2 separate regions of the Sorghum bicolor genome follow, and region 2 is linked to region 1. The links are chromatin contacts, called in public HiCAR-type maps. All regions are on one chromosome and are shown on one strand. The core of a region is the stretch at or near the end of the contact, and the rest is flanking DNA. Distances in the headings are between cores, read along the strand shown.

What was found. HiCAR-type assays count read pairs that join an accessible place to other places.
Region 2: a HiCAR-type map of leaf shows a contact between it and region 1, with 2.4 times the contacts expected there. The contact joins the promoter of LOC110436171 here to the promoter of LOC8072697 in region 1. A contact is called at or near these places in 2 of 4 Hi-C or Micro-C datasets (both in leaf) and 1 of 1 datasets of contacts at active chromatin or transcription factors (leaf).

What each region holds. Positions count from the first base shown.
Region 1 is chr6:42,659,101-42,663,880 of Sorghum_bicolor_NCBIv3, reverse strand. LOC8072697 reads right to left here and starts at 2,336. Exons shown (of 1, transcript XM_021462667.1): 1 at 356-2,336. The coding sequence starts at 1,781. The coding sequence ends at 660.
Region 2 is chr6:42,698,867-42,703,646 of Sorghum_bicolor_NCBIv3, reverse strand. It overlaps LOC110436171, which reads left to right and starts at 2,087. Exons shown (of 4, transcript XM_021462524.1): 1 at 2,087-2,370; 2 at 3,834-3,883; 3 at 4,080-4,175. The coding sequence starts at 2,250. It overlaps LOC8075257 (F-box/FBD/LRR-repeat protein At1g13570), which reads left to right. Exons shown (of 3, transcript XM_002447726.2): 3 at 1-500. The coding sequence ends at 58.

The DNA.
Region 1 (4,780 bases), core at 1,087-3,586:
TTGTGCGGCACCGTAGAGAAAAGTGTTTTCATCGTTATCTCCGCATCTTCATTGACAATGACTGCATAATACAGAATTTCTCTCTATTTTAAAGGAAACAAGTATACTATTTTTTGTGGTTACTATGTTTTTTATAATAGTTAGAGAGTGACAACTGCAGGCCTCATCGTATTCTAACAACTCCCTGATATGCAAATCATCGTCTTATTTATTTAAGCTTATCAATTAAATTTATCTGTCATTCAATAATATTTTTTTTACAATAAATTAGCGAACAATATTTTTCTGCTGCCACGGCTTTTCAGCCAACAAAGGTAGTGTAGTAACTAGTAAGTTGAGCACGGTGAAGACAAAATAAGAGTAAACATAAGATCCAATCATTGGTGTATTTCTGATAAGTAACTAGGAGAACGCAGTTACAGTCATGTCATTGTAGGAAATTAGCACAGCGCGATGCAGCAAACTGAAACGAATCTCTTTGTGTGTGTCAACCTCTCTCTCTCTGACCCTATTCACAATCACACCACCCCTTGTGATGCATCAGATTGATCAACAACAGTCAACCAACTGAATGTCTACTATCCTAATCAATCCCAAGATAACAAACCCCAAGGAAGCCAAGAAGTGAGAAAATGGCGATCGAAAGTCGCATGTACAGGTTAAGTGCTCTTGGAAAAGCCCCTGAATCCTTGGATCAGCAGGCAGAACCCCTGCCCCGACGACGCCCCACCGCCTCCTCCCGCCTTCTGTCGCCGACCGCCGCTCGGCGTCACCGGCAGCTTGTCCGTCTCCTCGCCGTCGTCGTCGGCGGCGGCGAAGAAGCAATCGTCGTCCGTCCACAGCTTCGTTGTCTCCGACGCGCCGCGCGCCTGGAACGTGAACACGGCGCAGGAGGAAGAGGAAGAGGAGGAGGAGGAGGACGGGTGGGGCGGCAACTCGGCGGCGCCCGCCGCGTGGAAGAGCCAGCCGTGCAGGTCCCACGTCATGTCGACGGGCGCGCCGCCGTCGAGGAAGATGGTGTGGCTGCCGCGGAAGTTCCACCGCAGCCGCCGGAGCTGCACGACTTTCCGGCCGTCCACGGTGACCCACGCCTCCGCGTCGCCGTCCCGCACCACGACGCCGATCTCGTGCTCGTCGCCGGACTCGAGGAACCGCGCCCTCGTGGACCAGCAGCCGCACCCGACGAACCGCTCCCGGCGCCGCGCCAAACGGGACCCCGCGATCGGTATCCCGCCGTGCAGGCGGTCGACGTACCCGCGGCTGAGGTCGCCCAGCAGGAGCACGAACTCGGCGTCGGCCACCACGGCCACGTAGAACCCGGAGGTCGGCTCGGGCCCCGCCCACGCGCCAGCGCCAGCGGTGTCGGCGTACCGCGCCGCGGCGTAGTCCCAGAACACGCCCACCACGCAGCTCCCCGCCGTGAACGTCCCGCTCCCCTTCTTCTTGTGCAGGTGGCGCAGCGCCGCCGCCGCGTTGCTGGCCCGGTGGTGGCGCGAGGCGGCGGCGGCGGCGGCGGTGGCGGCCTCGTGGACGGCGACGGAGAGCGCCGGCCCGTCGGGCGCCCGAGACCACGTGACGTCGATGAGTAGCTCCTTCCCGGACGCCGAGAGCCGGGACCGGTACGCGGTGGTCACCGCGCTCACAGCCGGCGCCCTCCCCCCGCCGCCTGCCTCCGGCGCGCCGCCCGCGGCCGCGGCATTGGCGGCGCCGGAGCCGGAGCAGGCGGCGACGTCGGAGATCCGCACGGCGTGCTCGCTGAAGCACGACACCAGGTCCTTCATGCCTCGCTCGATCTTCCTTCCTTCCTTCTCTCCGGGCGGTCCTCTTGTTTCTTGGACGGACGCGGCGGCGCTCCCCAGTCCCAGTCCCCACCCTGGATGGAATTCTTGGGCCGGCCGGCCGGCCGCCTACCACTCACCACCACCGGGCCGAGAGGGAGGATATGGCTTTGCGGACAGCAACGGCAGAGGCATTATGCTGAATTGGTGATGGCGACGGGCATTAGAGTGGTTCGGTAATCGCAGGAGAAAGGTATCTCTTAACTGGGAAGCCTGCCAGGCAATAGGCTGGGGCTTACAACAAGGTAGGTATCATAATCTCTCGCTCTCAGAGCAAGTATTATAGTGGACTGTAAGCTGGCTAAATGCTGATGTGGAGGAGAGAAGGGAGAAGAGAGAGAAGAAGCAGGCTGTGAGGTTGTAAGCTTACAGTCAGCTTAGACACAAAAAACCAAGAAATTTTGTGAGAGAGATAAGTAGGTCATGTATTAATAATGAATAGCTAACTATTTTATGGATGACCTGCAAGAAGACTATAAGAAAACTTACAGCCAGCAAGTGGACTGTATTATTAAACTTGCTCTCATACGGTTCTGGCGGCCACCACAGCTAGCGTATAGACAGTTTCCTCCCGCCGTGCTCCTTCAAGGCTTTTCAATCACAGCAGTGGGACCGACCGACGGGAGCACAAATTCCTGTGTCGCAGCCGAGGCAAATCTCGGTTTCGGCTCCCAGAGGCTGGTGCTGCGTTTCGGCCTTTCCTTCATCAGGTTCCGGGGCTTTTGTTGTAAACTGCCGGGTGCGAGCAGAGCATGCAACGGAACGGAGGAGGGAAACGCATCGCTTTTCTCTACTGCGGTGCGCTTTAACAAACTGAAACTTCCCAGACGAAACGGGCGGGGCGGCGGGCACCTGCGACCACAAAAAGGAAGCCCTGGAACGAGGCTTGCCTCTTTCTAGGCCGAGCGAGGTATGCACCACGTATACGTACAGTACGTGACACGGAATGAATATATAATGAATAGGAGTGAGTGAGTACGAAACGGGTACTAGTACACGTCTAGAGTAGAATTACACTACTCGTGGGAACCGTTGGATTAGAAGGCAACATCTAGGATCTTCCCTCTCCCTGGCAGCAGGTCTAGTGTGCGTTCCCCGTTTTGCGTCGCAAGCGTTACGAAGAAGCGTACTACTACGTACCGCTGCTGTGTGGATTGACACTAACAGTATGCTGCCGATTCGAACATGATCATCCTGCCCACTCACACGTATTGCAATTTGCCACGGGCCGCTGTACTTTCGCCGCGCCGAGGACGCCACCTGCGCTCTACTACGGGTGGGTGCGTGCTGCGTGGGTCAGCCAAGCCGAACCGCCGATGCGTCGCCCCCCGACTCGAAACCGAAAACGGCCGCGCGGCGGCGTTGAATGCATGGCGCCGCTTTTACGTTATTGGATGGCGAGTTGGCCTTCGTCCGGTCTGGGCCGATACGAAACGGTACGTGCAGGCCTTTCAATGCGACGAGCGTTTGCGCCGAATGAAAGCAAGCCTCGTTGCTGTCTTTCTAGTGCGGTACAGTACATACTCCAGCACACAGGAGCTCACAAGGGCCAGATGCCTACTTCCTCCGTCCCAAAAAAGAGTGTCGTTTTAGGTTTTTGTGCCACAAGTTTGACTTGATTTATAGAAAATACGTTCAATATTTATATCTCTATAAATAAATTTGTTAAAAAACTAGACTTAAAGATTTTTTCCAATAATATTACTTATGTATTATAAATATTAATATTTTTTACTATATATTTAGTTAAAGTTATTTCTCGGAAAGCGAAAACGACACTTATTTTGAGACGGAGGGAGTAGATAGTAAATACAGTACACCTACGTGGGAGCACCGCCAGTACTACGCGAGCGAGAAGCTAGTAATAAGCTCTTGTCTAGATCCGAAATATTTTTGAATTTTGATATTGTAGTACTTTTGTTTGTATTTGATAATTACTGTCTAATCATAAACTAAAAGAGATTCGGCTTGTAAATTATAAATAAATATTAATGCTCTATGTATGTGTAGTAAAATTTGATGTGACGAGAAATCTTGAAAAGTTTTTGAATTATAGGGTGAATTAAACAAGACCTAAGCTAAGCATTCTCAGATGGGAATGATCAGAATCCTGCCTTCCGTTACAACCGAGAAGAGATCCTCGTTTTGGCATTCCTCCATTTCGCTGCTGCACGCCTTCACGCCGGCCGGCGCCCAACGAAAGAGCGAGCGAGCATGGGTACCGGTGGTTGGCCGGCACGCCCTACTTTTCTCTTCGCCTGCCGAAGCATGAACCCTGCACGCATCGGCTTTGCCTGCGCTGGTAGAGAGAGTCGTCGTAGTAAACAAACACGGCCGCGAAGAGTGCGAAACGCCCTTTGCGCCAAACCATGTGATCGACGACGACGCGGATGGCTGGGCTGGGGCGTTGGAGCACGCAAGATTGATGCGTCACCCAGCAGCGCCAGCAATATCGCAGGAAATTGTGATATCAAAACTACTGTCATACGTAGCGGTTGTTTGTTTGTTGCAGAGTACATGCAGTACGTCATACTTGTGTCGTATAGTATACTTCGCTCTTTGCCTTGTTTAGTTTCTAAAAAAATTTTGCAAAATTTTTCAGATTCTCCGTTACATCGAATCTTTAGACGCATGCATGGAATATTAAATATAAATGAAAATAAAAACTAATTGCACAGTTTGGTCGATTGACGAGACGAATCTTTTGAGGCTAGTTAGTTTATGATTGGACAATATTTGTCAAATACAAACGAAACCCTTCTCTTTTTCCTCTACGATCGATCTACTGCCATAATCATTGACTAATGACTGCAGTCTGCAGAGGCGGCTGCACTGCACGTTCTTTTCGGCATCTGCATAGCCACAGGAGTGCTTCTACCGGACGTACTGACTGCACATGTCATATCATTGTGCGTGGTCGTACTGTTTTCTTGTATTCGTCT
Region 2 (4,780 bases), core at 838-3,337, 40 kb before region 1:
GGCTGTGAATGCTCTACCTGACCCCTTTGATAGTGATATCGACATCATGGGCTACTAAATGGCTTGAGTCTTACTGCAGAGATAATTCGCCTACAAACCGTTGAAGGCATTTTGTGTTATGTTATCTGGTTATCTGAATCTACTTTTAAATTTAGGCAGCATTTCTGCTCTCGTTCTAAAGAAGAGCAATATCCATGGTGCCACTGTCAGATAGTTTCCACTGTCCTGGGTTGATTGATGTTCTGAATCTAGACTGATTTATGTGGTCTTTATGGTTAATCCTTGAAGAGTTGCTACCGATGATGCCAGTGGCAGGCCTTTTGGCCGTAGTACTCCTACATGGTCTTTACTTGCTGAAAATAATACTCCTACATTTGTCAGTCATCTGTTTTTCTTGCACTTTGAAAATAATTTTGAAGTTCATGTCCCTTGTCAGATTGTGTGATATTTCATAAGCTTCAAATCTGTAGTACTCCTACATGGTCTTTACTTGCTGAAAATTACTAGCAATGGCGTCTCATTTGTGGCTTCTAATCTGTATGTTTTGGATAAATCGTTAAATTTTGTTTCATCGTTTTGTCCGATGCTTTTTTTTCCCCGCACAAGGGATGCGCTCCTTCGGTAATCGGTACACCCCTTTTCCTTTGAGAAATTGTTGAATTCTGGACATCTGAGATGGACCTCTGCGCATAAATTTGAAGCTCCTAGTGCAACATGTCAGCCATTCAGCTTGTTCCTGGCCCGTTACTCATGGCGACAGCAGAGCCGCAACTGGCCAGCCAACCTCATGTTGCAAGTGACTGTCACACCTGACACTTATCAATGAGGAAGGTGGCGCGGAGAGTAAAGGTGTTTTCCTGTTAGCGTATTTGACACTCTTCGTTTTCTATTCATGTACTGTCATGCGGGCCCGCTTCGACAGAGACTGTAATGGCACATAGGTGCTCAAACTCTAAGGGGATCGAGTAATTCACAAATCGAAACAGAGGCCTTGTTTAATTGTAAAAAGTTTTCAAGATTCCTCGTCACATCGAATCTTGCAGTATATGCATGATACATTAAATATACATGAAAACAAAAACTAATTATACAGCTGTAAATCGCGGGACGAATCTTTTAAGCCTAGTTACTCTAAGATTGGATAATATTTGTCAAATATAAACGATTTTGCGAACTGAACAAGGCCAGAAATTCCCCAAGGCCTTGTTTAGTTCGTAAAATTTTTTGAGTTTGACTACTGTAGCACTTTTGTTTTTATTTGACAATTATTGTTTAATTATGGTCTAACTAGGCTTAAAAGATTTATCTCGTAAATTACAAGTGAACTGTGCAATTAGTTATCTTTTTTATCTATATTTAATGCTCCATGCATGTACTGCAAGATTTGATGTGACGAAAAATCCTGAAAAATTTTGGGAACTAAACAAGGCCTTAGTTCCTCCCGAAAGTCAAAAGCTTTTCAAAATTATCTGTCACATCGAATCATACGACATATGCATGGAGTATTAAATATAGATAAAAAATAATTTGCGAGACGAAAATTTTAAACTTAGTTAGTCTATAATTAGATAATAATTGTCACATACAAACGAAAGTGCTATAGTAGTCTGAAAAGTTTTCACAAGGAAACTAAACAAGGCCTAAGGCTGAGGCTGTCCTCGCCAGCGTTCTTCAGTCTTCACCCTCTTGTATTGATGTGACAGAGGCATTACATTAGAATGCATAAAAAGACATGCGCACCAGTATCATCATGCAGCGTAATGTTGGTGCTCACGCACAAATTCCAGCACCCTCATCACCCTTCCTCCTTGGAGGGATGCCCCTAGATCTTGTTAGATAATCTCGGTAGTTCAATAGGAAATTTAAAACTATAGAGTGCAACAGCTCCTCAAATAGAAGCCGAGTCCACGTATCCTTAAATTTTTCCTGCCGTCTGATCCCTGTAATCACCGGTGTAGATTAGTTGGCCTGCAGTGTCCTGAAATCAGAATCTGTCTTTCTTCATCGAATCTGGTAGATTCTTTCAGTTCTCATAGGTTGCAGCCAGCTTCCTGATGGCATATGCAGTCTATCCAATATATATCTAGATCCTGCTCTTGGAAGCTAGCAGGCCCACTGTGCTTTTCTGGTTCTCTTCGTTGCCTCCGCTCCTGGCCCACTCCACTTCCGTCCCCCTCCCTTCTCGCACCTCCTCCCTCTCTTCTCCCGACGCAGGCGATGGCGACGACGCCTTTGCGGTGTGCGCCCCCATGGTGGCTGTCCATAGCTGCTGTGGAGCCGCGCGGCCGGCCCCCACCAATCGCCGCCGGTGCGCGTTAGCCTTCATGATGCCTCCTCCTGGTGATCCGCATGGCCTCGACGAAACCCTAGGTGCTCCCTCACCGCGCGTCAGTCCCCTTGCGCTCGCCACTTGCCTGTGATTCTACCTCTATCCCCATGCCATGGCGCACCATCTGGGCCCTGCGTTGGCCGCACATGGTGGCCGCACCCGCTGCAGGTAGCTATCGGCGGTGATGTCACTAGGAAGGAGCAGTATCTTGTTTTCGATTTTGATTTTGATTTTGTCTCTTTGATTTCTTTCTATGTTGACTTCGATTCCTAAATTTTTTCCTTCTATGGCCTGTGATAAAAATTCTAGAACCGTTGATCAAGGATATGAACTGATGTTTGTTCGCTTGTGAGGTACTAGGCATGCTCACCTACCTATATTCTGATCCCCGTAAGCCGGGTCCATGTATCCTTAAATTTTTGTGTGGTCTGATCCCCGTAATTACCTCTGCAGATTAGTTTGCCTACGATTCCTTAAAATTAGATGCCTTTGTTTACCGAATCTGAGAGATTCCTTCAGTTTGGATATGCTGCCACTTGCTTCACGATGGCATATGCGGCCCGACCAATATATACCCGGATCCTGCTTTTTGGAATCTATATCTTCTGCAGCATATTCGACTAACCCGATTGGGCCATGCCTACAAGCTCCAAGTTTATGAACAAATGATGATTACTATGTTTCTGAGGCCTTTAAAAATCCTATCTTCGTTAAAAAAACTTATCTTTTTCATTTCGACATATGATGGTTGGTAGGCTCTCTACTTCTTTCTACTCTCCTGATCTTTTGTTAGATCAATAAATATTTTGTTTATCCATATCTATGTTAGGACCTATGCACCTGCTTACATAGCAGTAGATATTCAGACAGTCCCAGTCTCTTTGTTCCATTCTGTTTTTATACAATGATGCTATATAAATCAAGTACTTGGAAAAATATAATACCCGACATCACCTATTAGATTTTTGATAGCCAGTATTACCTATTACTTCTTTCACATCAATGTCAGGTCCCATTAGTTTTGGCACCTTATTTTCAGTTAACATATATTGTCCAATGATTCCTTTGCAAAGTGTCACTATGTTTTGTTTCAGACTTCCAGCATGTAGGCTTCAAACTATTATTGTTGAAACACTTTGGGATTGTGCCTCTCTACTTTTTGTACCTATTATCTGTTCTGCAGGCAAAGTAAGTCCTGACAATGTGGTTTACAGTCTTTGCACTCTCTTGCTTGATCTCCTGAGTGGAAAGCACATTTCACCTGATCATTTAAGTTTTCCTGCTCTTCATGTGTTGTACAGCTTTCGAGAAGCAGAGTGCTCTGTTTACTCTTGCAGTTTCAGACATTTTTACGATAGGTTTGTAAGTTTCTGTTTCAAGTATTACTGCTTTATTGCAAGTTAAGATTTGGGTGAGCACGGAGACATTCATTTCTCTATTTCTGCGGTTTGATATTTTTACTTTGTCTGCCTTTTCTTGTGTTCTGATTTTCCGATCTTTGCAGAAATCGCTAGAGTACCTAGCACAAGTTCTCAAGGAGGATATATTGAAAAGGTGCAAATGCAATCTGCTTACCTGCTTTCATCTTTGCCATGTATCACAGTTTTTTTCTATTAGATATGGGATACTGTTCTCAAGCCAGTAGTCTACACGGAAGCAACACTTTGTGATTTCTTAAATGTTGCTGCTTCAATTTTCTGAAAGTAAGACTTCCATGCATGAACTGACTAATATTTTCTATAATATAAAGGTGAAGGTCCCTTGCTACGACCTTGCCTCAGTGGGAGCACAACAGTACGACTTCTTCCTTGATGTGCATAGGATAGGATCAAATGATCTTCTCCAGGTTAGTGCATTGTGTGTGCTTGAAAATCCAGTGAACAATTGTTGATTTTTTGTGTGCTAAAATCTTACTTGGCCTTACCAAACATGTTCGTTCTGGTCCTGTACACTGAATTGAGTATTTTTTTAGTAGATTCTTGTCAATACTTGCAGCTATTTTTCTTAACTCTAGATTTCTGCGTGTAGTTCTTTTCTTGTTCTCAGATAATTATTACCCCAGCCGATTTGTTGCTTGCCACAATCACGTCAATACCAACATATTCTGATTCCTGTTCTTTCTTTAATTATTCATCTCTTCTTGATAACTAGGTGTGTGCATTATGTACCTGTTACAAATTTGGTTATGGCTATATCTTCATAGTATGCTGCTATTTTTAAATTATCAACTCAAACTGCTGGAAGCCTGCCTGCCTTTGGCTCGATGAAAGTTTGCGTGTCCCCTGCCTTTGTAGGATGAATGGCAGCACACTCTATAGTATGTCTTCATGCAGTATCTCTCTTAGTTGTATATTCATCCCACCTAATGTGTATATTAATGCCTTCATCTACAAATACATGCTTCTAGCTGGCAATGTACAGAGTTTAGCTGACTATGCTAATGTGAGATCT